2 separate regions of the Mus musculus genome follow, and region 1 is linked to region 2. A link is a contact called in public HiChIP or PLAC-seq data. All regions are on one chromosome and are shown on one strand. The core of a region is the stretch at or near the end of the contact, and the rest is flanking DNA. Distances in the headings are between cores, read along the strand shown. Region 1 holds the start of Atp11c (ATPase, class VI, type 11C). Region 2 has its middle 96 kb from the start of Gm36631.

Region 1 (3,424 bases), core at 134-2,633, 910 kb after region 2:
TTAAGCAGGGGACATTTGTGAAAGTTTCAGATATGGGGGGTGGGAAATGACAGCAAATTGTTCTGACCTATGAAAAATATGTCAGCAATGATTTAATTAGAAATGACTCCACAAAGTTACCAAATTGTCAAGTCCTTAAGTCTATCCTAAGACGGAATGGGGAAGCATTCTGCATTCTCCCCCTTAACTACAGGGAAAAAAATAAAAATTTTAGGATGATGGCTTTCTTTAATATCCGTGGCAGAAATAAAATCCTATTCCCTGACACCTCTTCTGGAAATTAGGGGAGTTGCTACAAACATCCTTTAAGTAAACTGCTCTACTTTACTCAGTTCTTAACATACCCTCTGAGTAAACAGGTTAATCCAAAAAGTCAATAGCAGCCAGAAATCGCTCCCTCCCAATCCCGTGCCACACTCCCCACAGAAATACAATTCCCTTTTCTGGGGGGCTTTAGAGGCGTGGAGAAGGTGGTCGGAGGAGTTCAGCTGCCGGGTGGATTCCAAGCCTGGAGCAGAGGGTGCTGCTCTGCGAGGCTTGAGCCCCAGGGTCTGTAAAGCTGGAACAGGCTCCCGCCGTCGCTGCTGGCCCCAGCCCATCGTGCCCACAGCCCTCGCTCTTTCTGTCACCCTCAAGGTGAGCTTGGAGGCTGAGTCCTCAAAGTTTGCCCAGTCTCTGGTCATCGGCCATGGCCCGGGCGAGGCTGAGCCCTGGTTTAGCCTCCGCTTCTCTCAGCCCCCTAGCTCTTCTTTTGGGCCACAGTGACAGGTCTAGGTTTACCTCCACGTGCTCGTGGCAGAGGAAACAAAAGAAAGCTTCCTCCCCGATAATTCAACGCCATCTTCCACTAATTGGGAAACTGAGCCCCCCGCCCCGGGGAGCCCCCCGCCCCGAGTTCCGCGCGTCTGTCACTCCGAGGCGATTCCCCAGGCTGGAGGCAGAGTTCCTCAGAGCCTCGGGGAACCTCAGCTGAAATGTCCCGGGGCAGGGGTGGGACGCCCGAGAGCCCCACCTGCCTCCCCACCCAGGCCACCCGGGGCGCCGGGTTTCCGCTAAAACGCAGAGGCGGGGGAGGGGGCTGGCGCGTCCCGCTCGTCCCCTCGCCCAGAGACTGCGAAGGAGCGGCGGGGGGCCAGCGAGCGGGCCACCGGGGTACGCGTGGAGCCGCGGCCAGTGTACTCACCAAACGGTTGAGGGTCCGGCGGAACATCGCGTCCGAGGCTGCGGGGTGCCAGGCTGGGCTCCGCTGGGCTGTCTGGGAAGGCGCCGTCCACAAAACACACTGCGGCGTGGGCCCGCGGCGCAAAGCGGACAGCTAGCTCGCCTGCCCTGTCGCCAGCCCGCTGCCGCCTGCCCTCCTGCCGCCTGCCCTCCTCGCCTCTGCGCGCCCCCGCCCCCGGCCGCCCAACCGCCCGCCCGCCCGCGCGCTCGCCGCCCCGCCCCGCCCCGCCCTCCCCGCGACCCGCCCCCAGCCCCGGCCCGCCCGCCTCGGGGGCGGCGGCCCCGTCGCTCCCCTTATCTGGCCCCAGCACCGCCCCGCGCTCCCGCCGCAGCCCGCCTCGCAGCGAGCCCGGCGCGCGGGGGAGGGATGGCGGACCGGCCGCTGCTCAGCCTGGCTCCCCGTCAGCGCCCGCCTCGGCACCCCGCGCCTCACGCTCGTCCTGCCGCTAAGCCCCCGGCCGAGTCCCCACTCGCCCGCTTCAGCGGTCGCCCGTCTCGGGCGTCCCCGCGCCTCGCCTGGCAGGACTCCCAGGGGTCTGTGAGGAGCCACGGTCTCCCTCACCCCGGCCCTAACTCGTCCGTTGGCGCCGCTTCGCTCGCAGTCCTTCCTCGGCCCCGCGCTTTCGCCCGCCCAGCACTTCTGGCTGAGGAGAGCCTCGGTGCGGCCCGCCTCGAGGCTTCCAGGCGTGCCCGCTTCCTGCCCGGGAGTGGCCGCTCTCTGAGGGACGACTCGGGACGAGCCGGGGACTAAGGGGACCCTGGCGCGGGCGGGCGGGCGCGGCGCGGGCGGCTGGAGTAGTTACAAAAGCCGCCCCCTCCAGGCGTCCCTCTTGGGTCCCACCTAAGCCGTCTTCACCTCGCAGTTGGGGTTGGGGCTTTGGGGCTTTGCGTTCCCTGTCGTCTGACTACCCCACCTAAGCCCGCTTACTTCCACTTTCTCTAGGAGGTTGTAAAGTCGGGCTTTGTGTCGTTGGTGCTGCGCAGCGGGGCGGGATTTCCCTGCCACCCTCTCCTTGATCGCCCGCCCTTTTCCACGCTCCTGGGGCACCCTGGGAGTTGTAGTCCAAGGGTTCGCTTGGACTGATATTGTGGGCTGGGAGCTCCCCCATATGCACGGCTCCAGTCAGTTCACAGGGTTGCAGAGGGAAGCTGCCCGAGGTTCTCCCTACCAGCTGCGTGCAGAAATCAGAAACACTGGGTAGATTCTTAGCTGTGGGAAATGTGATGAGGATAAATTACATAAAGCCCCGAATGCTGAAAGACTTTCCCAGAACTCAACATTTACGCCACAAGAAATCTTGCACGCCCTCAACTTGCTAACTTAACATTTGCATTTACAAAAGTTTAAAACTTAAAAATGAAAGCTTGGTCAAGTATTCCCTTGAACCTGGACAGTTCTCTCTGCTCCCACCCTTTTTTTCCACTACCTTCTGAGACCCGGCCCTAGGCTGTGAGCTGAGAACTTTCAAATTCTTCTATAAACATGTTGAAGAAGTAGGTAAAGGGAGCTCTTCTCTACGGAGAGGCGAGTTCTCTCAACAACCTGGAAAGGTTGGGCTCAGCTATTCCCTCGACCTAATGTGAACTCCTGAAGGGCTTTTATTGTGAGGCGGCTAGGGCACTACCACATTTTACCCCTTGAAGGATAGTTTGATTTCAGCATTTACTTGGGTGTTTTTTTTTTATTTGTGTGTTTGTTTGTTTCCTAGAAACTGGAAACAGCAATGTGTTAAAAGACCTCCCTAGTAGGCCGAAGTGAAGTTACAAACTACAAACACATAAAACCTACACATTTGAATGTAATGATTTCTAATGTCAAAGGAAACAGGGGAGAGGATAATGTCTTTACAAAGGATCCGGGGAAACTCCTGAAAACCATGCAATTTTCACTGGGCGAGACCTATAAACAGAGCTGCAGGAGATTAACCCAGGCCTAGGAATGTGGGAAGGCTTTGGAGGAGCCCAGGGAACAAAGTCCTGGGTAGAGAAGGAGAGGTCAGTTGAAAAGTACAGGGCAACCTACGAAAAAGAACACAGCCACTCTGTCAAGGCAGGAACCAGGACACATGTGGGCGGGGCATTACAAATGAAAGCTAAACCCCTAAGCAGCCATAGAAACAAGCTATGAAGTTTGACCTTGTTTCTGTGGTCAAGGAGGAGCCCAAGCACAATAAAGTGCAAATGCAAGAGATTGAAATTAGTT
Region 2 (3,576 bases), core at 853-3,352:
TTGTCTTTGATTTCACTTCAGAATCCAAACACTGACTGGCATGAGGGGTTCACTGGATCTCTTTGCCTCCCTTTGCCACATTGAATAAATCCTGTTTTCCTTCTTCCCATTTTTTCCATATTCCCATCTTTTAACTTGGCTCTTTTAATTGGTCTTTTGAGGGTGGGTTTCTGGACCTGACTTGGGCACAAGTTGAGATTCCCAAGTTTGATAACACTATTGTCTCTGAAAATCTATAATGCTCTTGAGTCTTCCAAGCTATATTCCTTTTCTGCCACCAACCAGAAACATCAGGCACCAGCCAAAGAAAACAAATATTCAACCTCCACTGCTACAGGCCTCCCAGGAACCTTCTTTAAGCTTTGATCTCATTTAACTTGGGATCTGCCACAGGCAGCTGCATGTCCCCATGGTTTATAGACCATTCAAAAGACCTAAACTTCTACCTCCCTAGCCTCAGCCTGAAGTTATTCCTGAACTGACAACTAGATTCACAACTGAAATGCAGATGACTAATGAAGGCAGAGGAGGCAGAGGAAAATGACAAGTGTATTACTCATTTTGAAACCATAAATGGTCAATTATAACCTTACTCACTAATAATTTCAGGTGGCACTCTCCTGACAAGGAAGGATGATTCTCTGCCTGTGATAGGACTACTTTATAGTAGAGAATGGTGGGGGAGAAACACATAATCATTTATTGTTGTTTTTATTGCCCCTTAGGGTTTCCAATGTAATGATTCTGACATCATAGTAATGGATTACATTTTCTTCTACTCCTCATCAATAGATAAAGCCTATCACATAATGTCTTACAGTTCTCATCTCCTGCGAAATAATCAAAATGTATGTACATCTCTACACCCAGTGAAAAATAAGTAGGTCTGTGTGTGTGAGAGAGAGAGAGAGGCAGGGGGGAAAGGTGGGAGTTGGAGATGGAAAGGGAGAGGAATAAGAAAGGGGAGGAGAGAAGAGACAAGGAAGGGGAGAAAGATGAGAGAGTGGGAAATTTGGATTCAGGAAGTGACCTAGCTTGTATGGTCATGAAGAAGGCAGTCAACATGTTAAGTTCCAGCAAGAAAGCAGACATGGAAATGAGAATCAAGGTATATGGGGTTTAGATACTAATCAGTTCTCTAAAATCAGGATGTTTGCCACTATACAGTTCTAAGACCAGAAGAACCAGGACCAGTCAGGAGTCAAATGGCAGGAGGAAAATGTAGCCATCAGACTTCACTATGGTCTCAAGAAAAACCAGGTGAGGTAAGGTAAGCAGGATTAGAATTAGATGGTTTTAATCAGTTTAGGGGCTCAGTTTCAAGGGCTGTAATCTTAAAGTAATCCTGGGGTGATTAAGGCAGGAAATATTGCATGAGACTTTTTGACCTTTCAATAAAGGAGGTAGTTGGGCTATAGCTATAAGGAGGCACACCTGGCTTTGATTTTGTGTCTAGAAAATGGCCAATATTATAAGGGGACATCTTTCCAGAACCATCATGCCCTATGACATCAAAGTGTCGGGAAACAGAAGATACAGTTAATGACAGAACCTCAATTCCCTTATCTAAAGCAGGAGATAGCAATCACAGTGCTAGGTTATTTTGTAAGCAAATATCATTATCTCTAAGTTCAAGTCTCTCAGTTACCTTTCAGACCCACATAGAAATGATGCTGTTGGGTAAAAGCTCACAGGAAGGCCAGGCAGTGCTGGTGCATGCCTTTAATCACAGCACTTAGGAGGCAGAGGCAGAGGCAGAGGCAGAGGCAGAGGCAGAGGCAGAGGCAGAGGCAGAGGCAGAGGCAGAGGCAGAGGCAGAGGCAGAGGCAGAGGCAGAGGCAGAGGCAGAGGCAGAGGCAGGTGAGTCTCTGAGTTCAAGGAGAGCCTGGAGAGTCAGGTCCAGGACAGTCAGGACTGCACTGAAAACCCTGCTGCAACCCCCCACACACACACACCAAAAAACAAAACAAAACAAAACAAAACAAAACAAACCCTCACAGTAAAGCAGAACGTTATCCAAGCAGGTTTTCATAGCTACCACTTCACTGGGACTGTGTGTGCAACATTTACCATTCACTTCCCCATTACTGCTTCCTGTCAGTTCTCATCTCACTCAGCATTCCTGTGGAATCTAAGACTCTAACAATTAAAACCCTTTCTGAACAGAATGGCACCAGTGATGATTCCCGTTCTCCCTCTCTGGCTACTTCTCAGCCTCTTCTAAATGTATAATAGTGATAACAACAATAATAGTAATAATAGTGCGACAATGACAGACTTCTCAAAATTATCCTATTCAAGGCTACTGCTTAATGCTGTGCAAACCTTCTCCCCCAGGCTTCTTGTTCTTTAGAAAGGGGAATGTAGTTTCCTCAGTTCCTCCAACCAAAATCACCTCAGGGCATCAATCATCTGTCCTTCTCACACCCATTTCCAAACCACTAGCAAACCTTGAAATCACTTTAGAAATAGCTTCAGGAATTTAGCCCTGGGCCAGTGTTTAACTCTTTTAAACACTTTGGTGTAGGTAACTCTTTATTATGTAAATCTATTCTGTGCATTGTAATGCTGTAATCCAGGAGAGGCCAGTAGGACTCCTCACCCCACCCCTACCCCATCTCCAGAGCTTTAGAAATCAAATCTTTCCAAACATTGCCAAGTGTCCCTAGAGGTGTGGTTACTCGTGGGTGAGGACTGCTTCCCTAAACCAATCACTTCTCAGGACCTCGTGCAAGAGCTAGGGAGTTGGATAACTTTTCTTTGTCTTCCTAAATTTTGCCATCAGACAAGACAAGCATTCACTCTTTTAAAAGGGTAAAACACATATTACTGCCCTGTTTCAAAACCCTTGAAAAGATTGCATTGGATTCTTTCAAACCTTGGTGTCCTTATTCCTGAGAAGGCCCTACATGATCAAACCTTAGCTACAGCTTTCAACCCTGGATCTCTTGTCACTTTCCCCAACACTCTCCATACTTTCCCCTTCTTTGTTTGTTTGTTTGTTTGTTTTTTGTTCTCTTAGATTCTGTATGATCTCTGACCAGGCTCTTCTGTCTTTCATAGTCTCTGTTGAGAACTCTGATGTAATTCTGATAGATCTACTTGGCCCTTTTCCCTTGCATCTATTTTTTTAATTATTAAATATTTTCTTTATTTACATTTCAAATGTTATCCCCTTTCTTGGTTTTCCCTCTAAAAACTCGCTATTCCATCCTCCCTCCCCCTGCTCACCAACCATCCCACTCCTGCTTCCCTGTCCTGACATTCCCCTACACTGGGGCATGGAGCCTTCACAGGGCCAAGGGCCTCTCCTCCCATTGAGGTCCTACAATGCAAATGTTCAACATCCTTAGTCATCAGGGAAATGCAAATCAAAACAACTCTGAGATTCCACCTCACACCAGTCAGAATGGCTAAGATCAAAAACTCAGGTGGCAGCAGATGCTGGCTAGGATGTGGAGAAAGAAGAACACTCCCCCATTGCTGGTGGGATTGCAAGCTTGTACAACCACTCTGGAAATCAGTCTGGCGGTTCCTCAGAAAACTGGACATAGTACTACCTAAGGACCCAGCTAT

What was found. HiChIP or PLAC-seq counts read pairs in DNA pulled down with a chosen protein or histone mark.
Region 1: an H3K27ac HiChIP or PLAC-seq map of embryonic stem cells shows a contact between it and region 2, with 9 times the contacts expected there. The contact joins the promoter of Atp11c here to the enhancer-like site in region 2. A contact is called at or near these places in 4 of 39 promoter capture datasets (the C10 cell line, hippocampal neurons, liver and 1 more) and 2 of 115 datasets of contacts at active chromatin or transcription factors (embryonic stem cells and large pre-B cells).

Annotation. Positions count from the first base shown.
Region 1 is chrX:60,402,622-60,406,045 of GRCm38.p6, forward strand. It overlaps Atp11c (ATPase, class VI, type 11C), which reads right to left and starts at 1,384. Exons shown (of 30, transcript NM_001037863.2): 1 at 1,184-1,384. The coding sequence starts at 1,210.
Region 2 is chrX:59,491,074-59,494,649 of GRCm38.p6, forward strand. It overlaps a transcript of Fgf13 not described here. Among named protein-coding and RNA genes, the nearest start is that of Gm36631, 96 kb to the right of the region's middle. Within about 2 kb of position 2,103, at least 4 of the 459 cell types and tissues checked have an H3K27ac peak or open chromatin away from gene starts, as enhancers often do. A contact at or near this core is called in embryonic stem cells, where this site is marked.